2 separate regions of the Gossypium arboreum genome follow, and region 1 is linked to region 2. Evidence: chromatin contacts called from public Hi-C data. All regions are on one chromosome and are shown on one strand. The core of a region is the stretch at or near the end of the contact, and the rest is flanking DNA. Distances in the headings are between cores, read along the strand shown.

What was found. Hi-C and Micro-C count contacts between places; a contact is called where the count stands out from the background.
Region 1: a Hi-C map of leaf shows a contact between it and region 2, with 4 times the contacts expected there. The contact joins the promoter of LOC108483983 here to the promoter of LOC108484532 in region 2. A contact is called at or near these places in 2 of 5 Hi-C or Micro-C datasets (both in leaf).

Annotation. Positions count from the first base shown.
Region 1 is chr6:81,705,046-81,709,096 of ASM2569848v2, reverse strand. LOC108483983 (40S ribosomal protein S18) reads right to left here and starts at 2,740. Exons shown (of 4, transcript XM_017787564.2): 1 at 2,590-2,740; 2 at 2,224-2,384; 3 at 1,689-1,877; 4 at 783-1,033. The coding sequence starts at 2,592. The coding sequence ends at 928.
Region 2 is chr6:81,510,364-81,514,445 of ASM2569848v2, reverse strand. It overlaps LOC108484532, which reads right to left and starts at 1,701. Exons shown (of 10, transcript XM_017788350.2): 1 at 1,482-1,701; 2 at 1,327-1,388; 3 at 800-919; 4 at 590-689; 5 at 341-421; 6 at 1-18. The coding sequence starts at 1,550.

The sequences.
Region 1 (4,051 bases), core at 1,491-3,990, 190 kb before region 2:
CTTTTTTTTATTTACAACTTTTTTTTTTTAAAAACATTAATACCGCCTAACATACTGATAGCACCCATTAAAAAAATTTTCTGTGGCACCCATTAAAAAAATTTCTGACAATCTAGACACCGATGCCACTTAACAGCTTCGAGGCACCAATTAAATTTAAAAAAAAAATCACTAGTGCTACCTAACCAATCAACAACACCATTAAAAAAATATTTTCCCTTTACTCCCTCCACAATATTTTTTACTTTCACTAATATATGACCGTGTAATGATTAGGAAATCACTAAACTGTGTAATGATTAGGAAAAAAGATGTAATACCACACAAATATTTTTGTATATAATTTTTCTTCATATTATTTTAATTAATTAATTAATATTTTATAGTTATTTCCATATAAAAGCCGTATTTTCTTTCCTAGTAAGCAATCAAAATTCATTTTCAATAATTTATTATTTCTTAAATTACCTCTATAAGAAGTATACTCAAATTCATTTTACTTTCACTTTTCCAATCTTTCCTTACATCCATTCTTGCCTTTCATCCATCTACTTTTCCACCCAACCAAATAAAATACTAACCTTCACTCATATTTAACATTTTAACTCTTGAAGAAATAATTGGTCATTGAGAAGCTCAAAGTCCCAAAAAAGATAAAATTGGTGGTGTTGAAGCAAAAGCACACTTGATATGCTTGGAGATTAAGTCCACCCCAAATGACCTAGTAAGGTCAAATTTTATGATGCCCGGCAAAGAATAAACAAAACATGTAGCACAAACAATGATCAAACGAACAATTGATTAATTAAAACACTATTTGTCTGAGATATTTAGGCCAACTCAAAACAAAATGTCACATCCACTGGTGCAAAGGATGCGTATAAACCAAGGAATTAAACACTCTGCCTGACAACATATATGAAACATTCAACGCTTCTTAGAGACACCTACAGTCTTTCCTCTGCGACCAGTGGTCTTGGTGTGCTGACCACGTACACGAAGACCCCAATAATGCCTCAGCCCACGGTGGTTCCTGCATTACATTATTTCACGTGTTAGCTGTCACACCACATCCCAACAGCCAGATGGACAATCGACCAAGATGCAAACTACTTACATAGAATCCGTTGAATCTGTTTAACCACAGAAAATGGCACATAAAAAGAGAATGCAGCAAATCGTGAATTAAACATGTATGATTTTAGATTTTTCACTTTTGACCCAAACCACATCAATGGTTATTCAATTCCTCTCATCTTAATCAACTAAAAACGTCAAACAAGATAACCACAATAATACACCTACCATTTTGATAATAACTTGCCAGCCAAACAAATTTAAAAGATTTTTAGGAGACAACTCGAATCGAGAAATGATACATGTAGATTCTTAAGCATAAAAAAGGATAATAAATAATAAAAAATTAAAAGCTACAGAAATGAGCCCCAAATAAGTTGCCCAAATCATTTAGTCAAACGTTTGAAAGAACTTCACTGAGAATGTGAAAGCAGTTGCTTATAGTAAATTGATATACGATGAGGAACCATGAACTCAAATTAAACAGAAATACTAAAGCATAGATACAGTTGGCCTGATCGTATCATTTTAAGCATCAAACATTTGGAACATACAGCAAAAATGGGAAAAGATAAACTCAAAGCACAGATTAGCAAGAACGAAGTACTAACCTGATCTTCTTCAATCGCTCCAAGTCATCTCTCAACTTCATGTCGAGAGCATTAGACACAACTTGGGAATACTTCCCATCCTTGTAATCCTTCTGCCTATTCAAAAACCAGTCAGGTATCTTAAACTGCCTGGGGTTTGCAACAATGGTCATGAGATTGTCCAGCTCCTGTGCAGTCAATTCACCAGCCCTAATAAAAAAAAATCAGCAAAGTTGCACAAAAGCTCAAAAAAAAAAAAACTGAATAACATGACTCCTCATGCCACAAGCCTATACATAATTGAAGCCTAGAACATAGTCGAAAGTTTTAGATAGAAAAAAATAAGAAATCATAATCTTCTTCCACATATGAATCAATTCATATCAATGACAAAAGTAACCGTTTCAACCTGAAATACCCAAAAAACAAAATCATCTACTATATGTTTTTTTTCTAAGCTTTGAGCTATACGACATCTTATCGGTTCCCACTTAAGCCCAAAATTGATATAAAATAGGCAAGCTCCTTGCATCTAAATTTTCATAATAAAAGATACCTCTTGTTCATGTCGACATCAGCCTTCTTGCAAACAATGTTAGCGAAACGCCTTCCAATACCCTTGATGGAGGTCAAAGCAAACATAATCTTCTGCTTTCCATCAACGTTGGTGTTCAGCACACGCAAAATGTGCTGAAAGTCTTCGTTCGCCACCAGAGACTGTACATACACACACAAAAAAGAAGAAGAAAGAGTTAAAAGCAATAATGTTAGAAACAAAACATCAACCCTAATTCAAACCAAGAAAAAACCATCCCCGAAAAGGGAGAAAAAAGGAAAAGGAAATTTAGATTAAAAAAAAAAAACAGTGAATCAGATCAAGAAAAATATGGAATTGTAATTAGAAAGATGGAATCACAATTACCATTTTGATTTGGTGAGGGAGGACGAGAGAGCACGGGAAGTGATGAGCTGAAGCGAATAAACAGAGGAGGCCAAGTTAGGGTTTTAAAGGATTCCTCTAACAAACGTATTTATAGTGGTTCATAGCAACTCCTAGGGTTTTTTAGTTGGATTTTGGGCTGAAGAGAAAATTAGTGCACTGTTGTCATAAGGCCCAATTTTTCCGGTCCTTTAAAACTCACCATTACACCGATTTCACCCAATACTATTATAATTCGATTCCCCTGTACTATCATAATAGTTGTTGAAAATTTTTAATCAATTAAAAATAAATATTAATTTTAACTAGTTAATTTTCTTTTTTATTTTAAATTCAAATAAACTTGGCTTTATTAAAACATAAACTAGAATACATTTCTTTCTTTTTTTTTAAATTCAAATAGACTTGGCTTTATTAAAACATAAACTAGAATACATATCACTAAGCTCAACATGTCACCCTGGAATTTAAAAAAGGAAACTAGAATCAAAAAAATAAAAAAAACAAATAAACCAAAGTTTTTAAAATAATAAATAAAAGATAAAGCTTTAGCCCAATCACATTTAATACTTGAAATCGTGCCAACCTTTCATTTCTTTCTTTTCAATCTCGATGATTTCAGTTACCAAGGAAGCGTTTCTCCATCTTCATGTTTCAAAACAATCATTCCCCTCTCCAAACCTTACCCACAAGAGGCTCCAAATTAGTCTGGTTCCAGATTTGGTTTAGTTACAGGAATGGTTTAAAATTGACCAAGCTTCAACTGAAATAGGACATTCTCGGAGGACGTGGTCTAGATTCTCATTTGCCCCCTCACATCTCAGGCAAGCCATATTCGCTACTAGTTGTTTATGATTCAAATTAACTAGTGTAGGAATAAAATTTCTAGATATTCTCCAAATTGTAATTTTTAGCTTTGTTGGAAGCTGTAGGTTCCATAGCTGTCTGTAAAAGTCTCTAGAGGTGGTATGTAAATCATTAAAATTAGGGCTTAGAGTACTTGGTTGTAATAGTTTATAAGTGTTCTGAATAGAAAAGTCACCGAAAGGTTCACCATACCAGACCACCAAGTCATCATGGCATTCCTTCGCTAGTGGAATCCTCAATATCCTAGCTGTATCAACATCCGAGAAGGTATTAATAACCAATTCTTTATTCCATTCTCTGTTATTTTTGTTTATCAGCTCCAAAACCATTGAAATGCTATTATTATTCATACTCACATTCAGTCTCTAATTAATTGAACTTGGTATCCATGCATGCTTAGCAATTGAGATGTTTTCACCCGATCCAACTCTCCAACATAAGCCCTCTTGTAATAAACCCCTCGTAGCCCAAATACTTTTCCAAGTATAAGAGGGTAAATTCCCCGTGCATTTAAGAAATCGGAACTTGGATAATATTTTTCCTTTAAAACCTGGGTTAATAACGAATCAGGATTATT
Region 2 (4,082 bases), core at 452-2,951:
CAGTCCAGCATTGTTGACCTAAAGGAAATAAAATTTAAGAAGAAGAAAATCATAAGCGTTACATGATACAGCAATGGTTTAGCAGAATGGCAGGCTACTCTTAAATAAATGTTATCCCTTTCTCATTTAATATTGGAACAGAAGACGATCCCAGTCTATATAAAGTTAGAAACAGAACAAAGACAAGTGTTTCAGAATGGTAGAAAAATATATACAACCAGATATTGGAGAAAAGTACTAGTTATTTAGAACTTAAATGATGTCACCCATTTCTAGTTGTAGAACAACTACTATTTCTTGGAGGAAACTTCAACTAGTAATAAGCAAAATAGAACTTTACAAGAACATGAACAGGAACATCCTTTGAAGAGAACCTGGATGCAAATGACTTGATCTCGCTGATGGACAAAAGATCACAAACCTGCAAGCTATACTTTATAAGCAATTTAAGACTGAAACATTGTAGATAAATTATAAACCATAAAACTGTAAACAGGTAAGGGCTTAATTTATGAAAATTCCAAAGAAACAAGCTGTTCAGAGGCCATCATGGAAAACAAGAGATTAGCAAGGAATAGATGATAATTACTTCCAAATGAACATTTGGATTGCCAGTTGAAGACTGAATTTTAGAAAGAGCGGTTTCTCCCTTCTCCTTGTTACGACACACCATATAGACAGTTGCTCCACTACGGTAAACATCATAATAACATGAACAAAAAGGAAAACAGAATGCAGGTACATGCAAGTTTATTTTTAATAAATCAAACAAGCAAAAAGGTCAGAAAATAATCAACACCATGATGCAAGAGCCTCAGCAGTAGCAAAACCAATGCCAGAATTTGCTCCTGTGACCACGCAGTTCTTCCCCTCTATTCGTATTTCCATATCTTCGGGTTTGAATTTCTTGGAGTGTTCCCTGAAAATCAAAGAATATCTTAAAAACAATATACAATAATGTCAAAAGATCATTTCCTAGTACTTAATCTTTGATGAGCAGAGCGCTGGCTTCTTTGAACAGTACTGAGAAACCAATATTAGGCAACAACTAGTGAAGATACGCGCCGATAAAAAACAAATAACTTAAACCCAAACTCACAGAATCAAGAAAATGTGCAAGTGTCAGATATATTTTCTGACCACCTATATTAGCTTTTATTATTATTATTGAAGGATTCAAACTTGAGTTCTTATAATTTCAATTATCATGTTATAAGAAAAACCATTTATTCCATCAGCAGAAAAGGAATAAATATGCATAAAAGCGTCAATTTTGCTGCATAAAAAAGGGCAAGGTTTTGCAAGAGGGGCAACAAGTGAACTTACAAGAAGCCATTTCTGGTGAAATTCAAGTAACCATAAACTCCAAATGCAGATGCCCGCCAAGTCTTGTATACAAAGCAAAAAATAAAATCAGTAAGCTCCCCAATACAAAGGATAAGTTTTAACAACAATAATAAATGAAAAGGGGAAGTGATTACCTTCAGAAGGAACATGATTAGTGCTGTGATGGATATGTGAAATTCAAAGTGCAAAGTTGCATTTTTCATTTGTTTTTAGGTTCTTACATTGTAGAGAGGAGACCTTGAAATTGGTTGTGTTTGTCGTCTGCTGCTTTCCCACGTCGCTAAATATATTGCCGTTAGATGCTCTGCTGTCTGAACCAATTGGAGGATCGGGAATTGACTAGTATTGACTCGGATAAAGGAATTAAGCTAGTTGATTATCCAAAAATTTTTTTAGTGCTAAAATTAAATTTTAATTTTTATAATAATAAAAAAGTAATTTTAAATTATTAAATTAAAATTTTATTATTTTTAGAAAATTAAAGTATAATTTTGCCTTTACTCATTTAAAATTTTAAAGGGTCAAAATGTAAAATTTTCTATTTTAGAAGGGTTGGGCCCCTGTCAACCCCCCAAGAGTCACCTATGATTAAGAAATTAGTACGAATCACTAAATCAAAAAAAAAATTATCGAGGTTAAACCATATTTTTAAATTTTTAAAATTATTTGTTTAATCAAACTAAAAAGACATGTTGGATTAACGAATCGGTGGCCCTGACTAATTCGATCACCAGTCCGATTCTAAAAACATTGATTTTTGGTACATTATACTTAAAAGAAAGAATCCAAGTCCAAATTTTGAAGATAATATTACTGAAATGAGTAATCACAAATTCCGAGAATAAATTGTACAATAGACATGAAAGATAAAAAAAAATCTTTAATTCAACTAATTTTAAATTCGTGCTATAAAGATCGGGAAAAAGATCGCGTTATCAATACAATAATTAATTAGAAATTTGATGACACACAACAATATTTTAAAAATATTTAATGCAAATATATAGGAACTAGTTTTCTTATTTGTGCATCTCATGGGTGTACCGTTTTAATCCTAAAAATCATGTCAATTTGTTAAATTTTGAAAATAAAGTAAATTTAAATAAAGGTAAATTATGAAAAGTTATAAAGTAATCACCTAATTATTCAATTTTGTATTTTTTTATCATCAGCTTGATAATGGTGACAACTTTTAAAATCGACATAGTAACAACTTTTAACCCTCAACATTTGTACATTGTGCCAATTTAGTCTTGATTCTAAAAAATCTCAATATTTACATATGGCGTAATTTGGTCTTTTTTTTTTTGCAAACTTGCTTTTCTTTGTAACACTTTCACCTAAAAAGCTAAAAACAACAAAATTGAATAGCTAAATTTGATTAAAAATATATATAAAAAATGGAAACACCCATAAATTCAAGATAATAATTTTTATATTTTCTTATTCATTTATGATTAACCTTCAATGTCACAAAGAAAATTAAAACTGAAAAAAAATTACATAATGTATAAACTTAACCATCTTTGCTCATTCAGCTAGATCAGTGAATACTTTTAAGTTTATGCGAAACTAGTTAAACTCAAAGCTCATCTCTCATTCCCTGAAGGAATCGCTTGAAACTTTCTTCTTCAGTTGGTACCAGTTCGAGATCATACTTGCTAAGTCGTAAGAACTCTCATTCATAGTCGACTACTTGCATATCACCTTGTTTCAACATCATAAATGTGACACCCCTAATGTGACCCTAGTCGGAAAGTGGTTTCGGGACCACAAAACCGAGTCATAAAAATAATTAACCGTCATATTTGATGCTTATTATATATATATATATGCATGTGTGAAAATTTCATGTTTGAATTTTGTTAATTGTAAGTGAATTTTATTAAATAGGACTTGTGTGAGAAAATTTAGAAATGTGCTAGGCAAATGTTAAAGTGGCCTATTGATGCATGTTAGAAAATGCTTGTCCTTGCATGTCAAATTACCCAAAACTTTAGGTAGTGGCGGCCATGCTATGGGTTAAAGCATATTATAAACATTTTGTGTTAATGTTTTATGTTAGAAATAATAAAATAAAAGGTTAGTAATAAAGTAATGAAAAGGAGGGTGATGAAAACAAAGTTGTCTCATCCATGCTCCCCCATTGCCGTGACTTGAGGAAGGAAGAAGAAGAGGATTCTCTTGCTTCATGTTCGGTTGGTTGATGTTTTAGAAGAGGTATGTTTGATGTTATTCCATGAAATTCATGCATATTTCTAGATGTTGGTTTAAATTCTTTTTCTATTTGATGGAGATGATACTAGGCCATGGGTGTTGTCTTCTTGGTTGGTGTTCGATGTTGTGGTGATGAGGCATGAAGATGATTGAGTTTGAGTGCTTAATAAAAAGGATGGGTCTTAACAACTTCATGAAGTATTCGGCCATGGTGCTAAAATGTTGTATTGTGTTTAAACTTAGAATTTTTTTTAGTTACATGGATGTGTTAAGTTGCTTGAAATGTTAGATTAATTTGAACTCATCACCAAGTTCTTTAGGCAACCCATGTTAAAAATTTCGGTATTGAGATGCCTAGAACTTTTGGCCATAGTAGCTACGGAGAAATAAGGTTTTTGTTTCTTGTTAAATTGGATGTATCTTGTTGTATGAGTGCTTGAACAAACTATGATTAAATAGATGCATAGATTCAAGGTGGGAAGAATTGGCTATTATGCTTGATACTAATGTCGAATATG